Linked DNA regions of Mus musculus: region 1 is linked to region 2. A link is a contact called in public Hi-C data. All regions are on one chromosome and are shown on one strand. The core of a region is the stretch at or near the end of the contact, and the rest is flanking DNA. Distances in the headings are between cores, read along the strand shown.

The links. A called contact is a pair of places that touch in the nucleus more often than the background predicts.
Region 1: a contact with region 2 is called in a Hi-C map of the N1E-115 cell line, with 2.1 times the contacts expected there. The contact joins the enhancer-like site here to the promoter of 1700069P05Rik in region 2. A contact is called at or near these places in 2 of 484 Hi-C or Micro-C datasets (the AML12 cell line and the N1E-115 cell line) and 2 of 115 datasets of contacts at active chromatin or transcription factors (double positive thymocytes and embryonic stem cells).

The regions. Positions count from the first base shown.
Region 1 is chr6:118,290,706-118,296,076 of GRCm38.p6, reverse strand. No RefSeq gene overlaps it. Among named protein-coding and RNA genes, the nearest start is that of Gm30498, 15 kb to the left of the region's middle. Within about 2 kb of position 3,631, at least 8 of the 459 cell types and tissues checked have an H3K27ac peak or open chromatin away from gene starts, as enhancers often do. A contact at or near this core is called in the N1E-115 cell line, where this site is marked.
Region 2 is chr6:118,246,158-118,250,865 of GRCm38.p6, reverse strand. 1700069P05Rik (RIKEN cDNA 1700069P05 gene) reads left to right here and starts at 2,412. Exons shown (of 3, transcript NR_040527.1): 1 at 2,412-2,960; 2 at 3,546-3,655; 3 at 4,044-4,171.

The DNA.
Region 1 (5,371 bases), core at 2,382-4,881, 44 kb before region 2:
CATCCTTTGAACATAAGAGTATTTAACAATGAACTCTGCTTAAACTTCATAAAAGCCTCTTCAGCAAATCAGCGCACAAGTATTGATCTGGAAGTCCGCCTGTGATTCCCAGCTGTCTGCCTCGCCCACTGAAGACCATTAGTTTGCCTTGTTGGATGCTCCCCTTGGCATTTATAGCCAGCACTTGCCCCCCGGGATGCTCTCTGCTTCTCAGTTGGGGCTGAGCTACCCGGTTCTGCTGAGCCTCCCTTTTCCTGGAGTCCGAGGTATTGACTAGACTCAGACTCATCTGGCAGATAGGTGCTCTCAGCCTGGGTCCACCAGCTCCCATTGTTCAAACCCTCTGCCAGTCACCACTCAGACCCCAGGTCATCCAGCCACCCTACTTTTCACAGTGTTCCACCTTTAATGACCCCAGGGGATGGGCATCCCTTGCCCTACCTTGCTGTGGACCTAACCATCTGCCCTCCTGAATTTCTCACAGTGAGGGAGTGCCAGGTACCAGAATCTAAGCTGATGGCTCAAGCAACTTCCTCTTCAGAGATGTGAGGTTGAGGCTGGCACTGTCCACAATGTGTGAATTGGGACAGCTGTCTATAGTACCTGTAGGTTCTAAGGCTGGATAGGTCCCTAAAAAGCTTTTTCCAAGAAACTAAGGAGACCAAGGTATCTGACAGGGTGGTTTGTTTGTTTTTCTGGCACACCCCTTAGCCCTGGCCTGCCTTTCACTCTTGTCTCCATTCCATCAACCTGGCTTCCATCCTGCAGTCCACCAGTGTTTGTGAATGTGAGCTCATGATTAGTGATCTTGTCTTGTCTAACTGGAGAGTGGTAGAGGTCACTTTTAAGACGGGTCCATAGCCAGGTGTGGTGGCGCACGCCTTTAATCCCAGCACTCAGGAGGCAGAGGCGGGCAGATTTCTGAGTTCGAGGCCAGCCTGGTCTGCAAAGTGAGTTTCAGGACAGACAGGGCTACACAGAGAAACCCTGTCTCAAAAAACCCAAAAAACGAACAAAACAAAACAAAACAAAACAACAACAACAACAAAAAGATGGGTCCGTTTCTCCAGAGTAGAGCTCTGAGCTCACTGTCCATAGCTGGGGCCCTCTTGTTGCCAAGTGGCGGTTGCCCATGGCATCCTCGTGATCGCACTCTCAGCTTTAGCTTTGAAACCATCCCCTCTCGTCACAGTGCTGTCTCTGAAAGAGACTGGGGCTCTGACCTCTAACACCCTGCCATCCCTACAGTGAAATAAGTATCCAAGAGGGTCCCAAACCATATACCCAAGTCACCAGTCCTAGAGAGTAGACCCAATGCCATCTACCCAATATCTGTCCCACACCCAGCCACATCAACCACTTATCACCACACTGCCCACGGCCTGCACTGGGCCCCAGCTCACTCACACCTCTCCTGGCTCTGCCAACACTTTCCTTTTTTCTTCTCTGCTCCATTTCACCTTCCACCCCTTTTCTTCTTGTGCCTCCATACCTGTCTTCGTTTTGCAATTTCTATTTTCTGCTCTGCATTTTCCTTTCTCTCTCTCTTTCTTTCTTTCTTTCTTTCTTTCTTTCTTTCTTTCTTTCTTTCTTTCTTTCTTTCTTTCTTCCTTCCTTCCTTCCTTCCTTCCTTTCTTTCTTTCTTTCTTTCTTTCTTTTTTTCTTTCTTTCTTTCTTTCTTTCTTTCTTCTGCTAATAATAATTGTCCTTTTATCTATCTAAAATAGTCTCATGGCGACCCATGTCTGGAATCTCTTGGAACAGGATGACTAATGTTCACAACCAGGTCTCAAAAGGGGCCTCATGTGGGGACTCACATCTGTGGTGGAGGGTGATCGCTTCAGGTTTGGCCTGGGGCCACTCCTCAGGCTTGCCTCACAACTTCAGGGAGCTGGAGGCTCTTAGCAGGGTGGTGCAGTGGGCAGCCTCCAGAGCATGGGAGCAGCTATCCCACCTGGCCTTGCATTGGACCATGACTAGGAACCCACAGTGTTGGGAAAGAGGGAGAGGCCATTGTCTAGGAGATGATTTAGGAACCAGAGGACCAGTTGGATACCAAGTCTCTCTTCCTTCTCTGATCTACTGGCTGCTGTTTGTGAGAGCATCAAGGGAAGCTATGGAGCACAGAAGGACAACAGTTGAATGTCCTCTTGTTCAGTCACTAGCCCCAAAGACATTACCCTTGGTGAGACAGCACTTAGGGACACTTTAGGATAGTGTTCCTCCATAGTGCAGGGTCAGCACCCCAGGGTCAGAGCCTAGGCTCTGTCTGACCTGCATCCACAGGACAGTCCCAGGTAAGGCAGGCAGAGGCAGCCTGGATGCTGAACTCCTCAGATGCACTTGTGCTGTGAAGAAGGTGCACACTGTGCCTCGTGCTCTGGACCCTTCATGTCCGTCCAGCTGCCTTTAGAGTCTTTTCAGATTCAGATGGTCTTAGGAGGGCAGGGGAATCTCTGAGAAGAGCTGAGGCCTCAGATGTCCAAGGATGTAGGATGCTCACCTCAGGCCTCTCCTAAAGAGAGACAAACCCTTTTATGGAGGAGAAGGTTCCAGGAAACGTTTGAAAACAAATGATTCCCACCCTCCTTGGGATTGGTCTAGGTGTACTGGGGTACCGTGAGCCCCTCAAGATGTCTATCGTGACTACCCGAGTCCATGTCCTTCCTCTGAAGAATGTCTGGTATAGATACAGGCCTTTCTCCCAGAGAAGGTTGGCTGTTCTGTGCCTTACAAGCAGCACCCTGGTTTATAGAGTCAGAGCTCGTCTACACTGGCTATTAGAAAAGGTCACCTCCTCTTCCTGGCCTTCCTTTTTCCTGCTGCACAGAGATCAAAGGACATCTCATTGGTGGCAGTTCTGGCAGTCCCTGTCATCGGCCCTAATGGATGTGGCCCATTAACACAGGGGTTGGGAGGACAGGCAGCAGAGGGACAGAGAACCTCAGATCTGAGCCTCAGGATAGAGGGCAAGAGGGAGGGACAGGAAGATCCAACCCCACCCCAGTGATAGAGGAGGACTAAGAGTGCTCTCACCTGGTGCTGCTGGGTCTGCCCTCCTGGGGGTGCCTAAGAGCCACCCTGCTGTGGAGGAGCTATGAGGGACAGCTGTGGGAGAGGAAAGGTCCTCTCTGAACTCTTATAGCTCTGAAGCCTGCTGTTCTGTCCTGGTGACAGGTCCACAAGCCTGGGGGTCAGAGACACAATGCTTCTCTGAAGCTAGACCACCAGGCTCTAGGCAGAGTGTGGGTAGATGAAATCTGCCCTGTGTTCCATCCCTGGGCAGTGCTGATCCTCTGCCATTGCTTTCCTTGAACCTGTGAACTGGTCCTTGGCAGGATGCTGTCACTACACTACGGAAGTTCCAGCTAATGATGCAGCACACAGAGTAGAACAGGTCACCTCCTGGAAGTCAGCCAGGCCTTAGGACACCAACTGTGCTCAGCACCCCACTGCCTTTATGCCCTGGAGGCTGGAGAACTGCCATTCCCACCCATGAGTGCTCATAGCCCTTTGAGACCTACAGCTGAGATCAACTGTCATCTAATCAGGGAGTGGAGCCAGACTGGGCTAGCTTATGATTCAGGGGGTTAGCCTAGCACATCCGGGAACAAGCCATTCCCTACAATCAGGTCCCTTCCAAGGTCTGGGGATCTTGGAATCCCAGTGCCAGCCCTACCCAGCCTGGTGTCTGGCTGCTCCCCTGGCTCTGTGCTCCCTGGAAGCTTCTGTCTGTCGGCTTCCAGCACTTTGCCACTCCCCCACACCCCCCAGACAAACCATCAGTAATTCACTTTAATGAAATATGGAGACACTTTTATTGATGATGATCCTATCTGGAGACAGGAGAGCAAGAGTGAGACTGTACCTTCCATGGGCTGGGCCATGGGCCAGTCTGTTTTCACAGAACCCTGGGGACCCTCTGAGAGACAGTGCTGATGGAAATCAGGCGGTGATCTGGTGTGACCTGGTTTCACAGATGAGAGAGGCAGGGCAGGAGCTAATAGCCGAGTCTCTTGATCCAGCAAGTTAGAGTTTCCCAGGGATCCTGCACTGCAGCCTACCCCTAAAATTAGGGCCAGATCAGGCTGAGAAACGATGAAGCAGGGAGGTGAGAAGGGAATGGGGCTGTACCAGGCTACAGGACAGCAACTACTTCAGGCTGAGGCAGAAGACAGGGGACTAGTCACTTTGCAGGAGGACCATGTCCTGGTTACAAGCATCAGGTACCAGCAGAAAACTGCTGTGGTGTAGGCCTCCTGCCAGAACACGGTTTCATCCCATTGCCTACTGGGGATTCAGATGCCAGCACTACTTCCTCTGAGTGAGAACCTCAGAGCTTCTCCCCTACCTAACCAGCTCAGAGAACTTGGGAGGGAAGACACAAGTCCACAAAGAAAGATCCCCACCCTATTCCTGCCCATACCATCTGTCAGGCTTGAGCTATCTCTACCATTGCCAGCCAGCCCAGCCCTGGCAAGAGTTGGACCATCTACAAGTAGAAGGTGGAGTCCCTCTGAGGGACTCTTTCTGCCCTGTCTCCTGGTAAAGCATCCATATCTTCTTTCACCCGTGCAGGCTGTGGTAAAGGCAAGTACAGCCTTGGGGAAGGCAGTCAGGCAAGACATGGAGACCAGCTGTCAGCAGCTGTCAATAGAACCTGCAGGCCAAGGTACCTGGGAAGATGCCTGTTTGTCAAATGAGGGCAGCCACCACAGGTGTTCATCTCAGGTCACCCGAGGGAAGCTGATAGCACTGGGAAATAGAGGAGTTCAGCTGGAGGCCACGAAGCTGGCAGGGTTGAGGTCCAGGCCCTGGTGGTACCATGAGGCAAGGCAGACCACGGTGGACTGAGTATGAAGCGGAGTAAAAACATTACTGGCAGGGGCAGGAATGAAGGGACATTATCACATTTGTCTGGCCTGGACTTGCAGCGACGGGCACACAGCTGTCCTATACTCTCAGACCACTTGGCTGTGATAACCACAGACGGCATTGCCCATGTGCTGTACTTCCTAGCAAAAGACTTCAGAGTATCTCGTCCATGGACCTCTGTGGATCCCTCCAACCCTCCCCAAGGTGCCTATTGATCACGGAGCCCAGAGGTGGAGCAGCCTGTAAGCAAGAATCGCTGATGCTCTTCATCAGCAGCCTGCCTCATGCAATATGTAACACTGCATTATCCCTGTGCTGACAGCGTGGACAGAGCTGAAGAGCCTGGTGCTCCCTGAAAGAGGCCCACGGTGCTCCGGACTGCTGAGCTAGGGCGTGAGGCATGCGCTCTGTGGCAGAGCTTGCAGGCCCTGTCCTCACTGCAGCTCCGTTTCTCCCATCTGTGGAATAAGGTGGGTGCCATTTGGCCATTGTCACT
Region 2 (4,708 bases), core at 1,163-3,662:
TAGCTTCCATGCCCCAATCAGGAGTCACATGAGCCTCAGCCACACCCACGGGACAGGGCAGCAATTCTCAGTACTTCCAGGGAGAGTTGGAGATTTCCCAAAGCCGTCTTCCCTTGGGAGTATCTTTGTCCCCTCTGCTTAAAGTTCCGGCTCCTACCTTGGGCAACCCGAAGAAGAAGTGGTGTCCCTCTGCAGGTCAGGATCTGCAACCCCACGTTGGAAGCCCCTATCCGGGTATCTGTCTTTGGATCTCATCCCTCTGGGCCCTCAGCCCTCTCCACGGAGAGGTCCCCAGACCTCACCTGGGGTGACCGAGGTATGACTGCCCTGGCACATTGGGCGGTGCTACAAGAAGAGTTCCAAATCAGCCACCGGGCTCCTCCCTTGTTCCAGAAACTTCTGTGGTTCCCGTGCATGGAGAGAACCCGAGAAGGGAAGGGTGAGATGGGCTGCCCTTCTGTTGCCTCCTTCCCCATCTGCCACCCCTGGGGAATCCCACTGTCCTCACCCTCTGGAAAGAGGTGGGAGTGATTCTGGCTGGCTTTGGTCTCCTTGATCTGGAGACATGCAAAACGCGCAGCTCTCTCATGGCTGGGCATTGTCCCGGGAAATCCTGTCAGACCCAGCACAAGCCTTGTGCCAGTGAAACAGAGATGCCCTCTGTGTATATCTGGTGAAAGCCAGAGTGGAGGGTATGGAGGGGTGTTTACACAGATGTGCAAGGCTACTGCTCGAGCCCATCAATTTACCTCAGTGCATATGCCTGGTCTGTGGTGAGATTTAATTAAGGCCAAACCAGCCACAATCTTTGGCTCTTCGTGCTGAGGCTGAGCAAGACGGACATGCTGAGTTGACCTTTCTTTCCTCCAAGACTGCACAGTTAGGTTCCCTCTCTACTTCTGTGTCCCTGATCCCTCTGGTTGCCAGGCCTGGTTCCAGAACCTGGCCTCTGCTGTTTGTCAGGCACTGCAAAGAGATGAAGATGCCTGGCTGGCTGCCCTGGGAGGCTCAAGGTACACAACCTGTTCCCTGGAGTAACCCCATAAGAGGTTATGTCCTCTCAGCACAGAGGCCAGGGACAGGTCCTGGGTTCCCTCTAGGTTACTCTGTAGAGGACTGGGTACTCAATCCCCAAATGACGTGATGGTCACTCCATGGTCTTCTGGGAATGAGGTAAGTGTAAGACAGACCTGAGCAGAGAGAATCGTCAGAAGCACCTCCATGAGGGCCAAGAGAGGTGAACACAGGGCGCCTTCTTCAGAAGAGCATGCATGATAGCAGGGGGTTGGGGGGTTGTGAGGAGGCCACCTTTCCCCTTGGAAGACCCCTGCCAGGGTAAAGGGTGTGACATTAGTCATTCCTCTTCAGACGAACCCATGGGAAAGCAGAGAAAGAACACCTCTGCTGAGTCTGGCCAAAGAGACTTGAGGAAGGATGCAGCTAAGACGGGTCCCAAACAATAATTAAGAATGTTAGTTCAAAATAACATCTATCTACAACCGCCCATCTCATGCTGTCGGGTCACAGAAGCTGATACAAGACATGAAGGGGAGGAAAGGGATCGGAACCCCAAAGCCCAAGACAGACTAAAACCTGGTCTGGTCTCCGGAGCTGGATTCTCAGCCCAAACATCTGGAACCTCTGCATTGGATCCAAAGTTCCAGGAAGGAGCAGAGGACAGGTGGCCTCCACTTACCATGTGCCCTGCCCCGTGAACCCTGGGTCAGAACCAAATTGAGACCTGGAGGATCACTGCACCTGGGGTGAAGGGTAGCCAGAGTCTCTGCATCTGGGAAGCAGGGTGAGTGCCCACCTTTCTTTTCAGGACAGAAAAAGATGCCATATCCCTGCTACCTTGCTGGGTGCTGTGCTGCATTCTGCACAGACTCTCCAAGCTACTGCTGGCTCCTGATAAAGTCCCCACTCCATACCCACTGCTCTAGGGCACCAGGGGCCAGAGGCAGAGGGCATAAGCTCTGCGCAAACATCCTGCCGTCTCCCAAGGAGATTTTCTTTAATAAAAGACTGTGGAAATGTCAGCCAGTCTAAACAAATAGCAAGTTTTATGGAGCTTGAACAGCCTGCATACAATCCTGGAGGTGACTTTGGGGAAAAAAATCAGACTAAAAAGCAGGCACAGAACCTTTCAATATGGGAGCATTTAAGGTCACGATGACTGAACCAGAGACATAGAAGCCGCAGGAAGGAAGGAGATGTCCCCCACAGCCTAGACATGCTGTGTCTGTTCCTGGTCTCTAAGGAGCTGTCTTAGCTACTTTTCCATTGTGACAAAACACCATGACCAAGGCAACTTATAGAAGAGTTTATTAGGGCTTACAGTCCCAGGGGGTTAGTTCACGCCCCCCAAGGCAGGGAGCCTGACAATAGGCAGGCAGGTGTGGCACTGAAACAGTAGCTGAGAACTTACATCCACAACTATGAGGCAAAGAGAGATAACTGGGATAGTGTGGGCCTTTGAAACCTCATGGGTCACCCTCAGTGATACACCCCCTCCAGTAAGGCCACATCGTCCTGAACAGTTCCACTAACTGGGGACCAAGTATTGAAACATACTAAAGTCACATCAGATAAGGGCTCTCTCCTGAAGACCCCAGACAAAGGAACAAAGTGGGTGGACAGCCTTCCCCACACACCTCAGGGGTCTGTCTTCTTGGAGCATCAAAGTTCAGCTTCATTTCCTGTGTCAGGGAGGTCCCAACTCAGGCCTTGGGTCTAGGGGAGCTGCCAAACCCAGCAGTGGGTAAATATTTGTTCCCTCATGCCTATGGGCTTGGGACCTGCTGGGTTTAGGGGCAGGGGTTGAGACTCATGGGGCAAACAGACCTGAGGATCTAGGCACCTACATCCATTAAGGTTTGGAATTCAGAAGCAGTAGGCTGTAAGCACTCAACGTTCCTCTCAAGCAGCATGGATCCAGTTCTAGCCATATTGCCCCACAGGTAAGAAGTGGGTAGGACATCAGGCATGGGTCCCTAGGAATATACTATCTCTAGGCCCTTCCTGCCTCACTCTATGCCTCCTATTCGCCATAAGACAAGCAGCCTCCGGGACACGCTTCTGCCACATAATGTTCTGCCTCTATATGAGCCCAGAACCACAGTGCCCAAGGCACATGGGCTGAAACCCTGAGCCACAAAGAGAAGCCTTCCTTAAGTTGTCCTCCTAGGTACTGCGGTCACAGCAGTAAAAGGTAATCGATACAGTAAATCATCTAAGAGCTAGGACCAACATCAATGGTGAACTCTACACCACTGATGGGTAGCTGGGCCTCCATGAGCAGTAGAGAGAAGGAAAACAGTGGGGTAGTGTCCTTGTCAGATGTCGGAGTGACCAGAAATCTGTGGAAAGAAGTAATGCTGGATCTGGGGCACAGGCTAGGCCACAGACAGACATTCATTTTCTGCCTGGCTATCTCCTTATTCAAGGAGGTTCCATCCTTGGCAACTAACCACCATGCCACGAGGAAGCCCAGGGTTCCTGGGAAGGAACAACAAAACTATGTGTTCCCCCATCTGCTAGAGTAGGTGGAGTAGAGACAGCTGGTCCCTACCACACCCAGCCCGATGTGCAGTGTCCAGAGCAAAATCCACTTCGTTGGTGAGGCTTTGCAAGGCACGGAGTTCAGCATCAGGAGGTAACAGAATCAGTATTTGGGGCTCTTTTTCTATTCTGACTCCCAAGCCGGGTATTGAGCAAAGCAAAATTAGGCTACCACACTATCCCCTTTATGTCAGTCTCTCATCTGGGAGCATTTCTACCCTGAGGGACACAGTGGCCCCAGACAAGGCTAGACCCAGAAGCCAGAATCCCTGTCCCTTTGGAGCATACCTCCACTGTCATGAGCAGACATACTGTCTCATGCAATGCATGAACACATGAGAAACGTGTGTTCAGGACCCATTCTCACATACGAATAAGACTCCAGAGTCAGCTGAGTCCCTTGTCTCACGTGTCCCTACTTGACCTTGGAATAGGCGCATAGGGGAATGATTTAAAAGCCCTTATTCTCCATTTCTCCCTAGTGGTCCACCGGCTGTCTGCCCACCCACTGCTGGGACAGAAGCAGCTCTCAGCCACAGCCACCCCCATCAATCAATATTTTTAATTACCTTTACATGATTGACTAATAAAATTCTCCACTGACTAATTGATTTTTTGATGGGGAGATGAATTTTTTTTTCTCACCTAAATGGCAAGTTGTATTTCTTTTGGTCATTTTAGAAGAAGAAAAATGGGAGAGAGCAGGAATAAGGAGAGACCCAGAGGTTACGAAGATTATAGGCCCAAACTGAAATAAATTAACAGGCAGCCCCAATCACCATGTGGCCCAGCACACACCCAGACATCCTCCTATGCTGTGGTACCATGATGCTCAGGGGGACATTGGACACTGCTTCTTCAAGCAGCATGGGCGGCACTTTGCTTAAGCATCAACTGTTCCATTGTTCTTCAACCTGATCCGTAAAGTTTCCTTTACATTTTATTTATTTATTCATTTATTGCCGTATTGAGAATCAAACCCAGAACCTTACACATGCTAGCCATGTGCCGCATACCTAGTTATATATTCCCATCTCTTTCCTTTCTTTTTAAATACAATCACTGCGTTTCAAATTATTAGAGCAGCTTATTTATTGCCTGTAAGTTGGAAAAGGCAGGCAAATCTAATTAAACACAAAGAGAACTT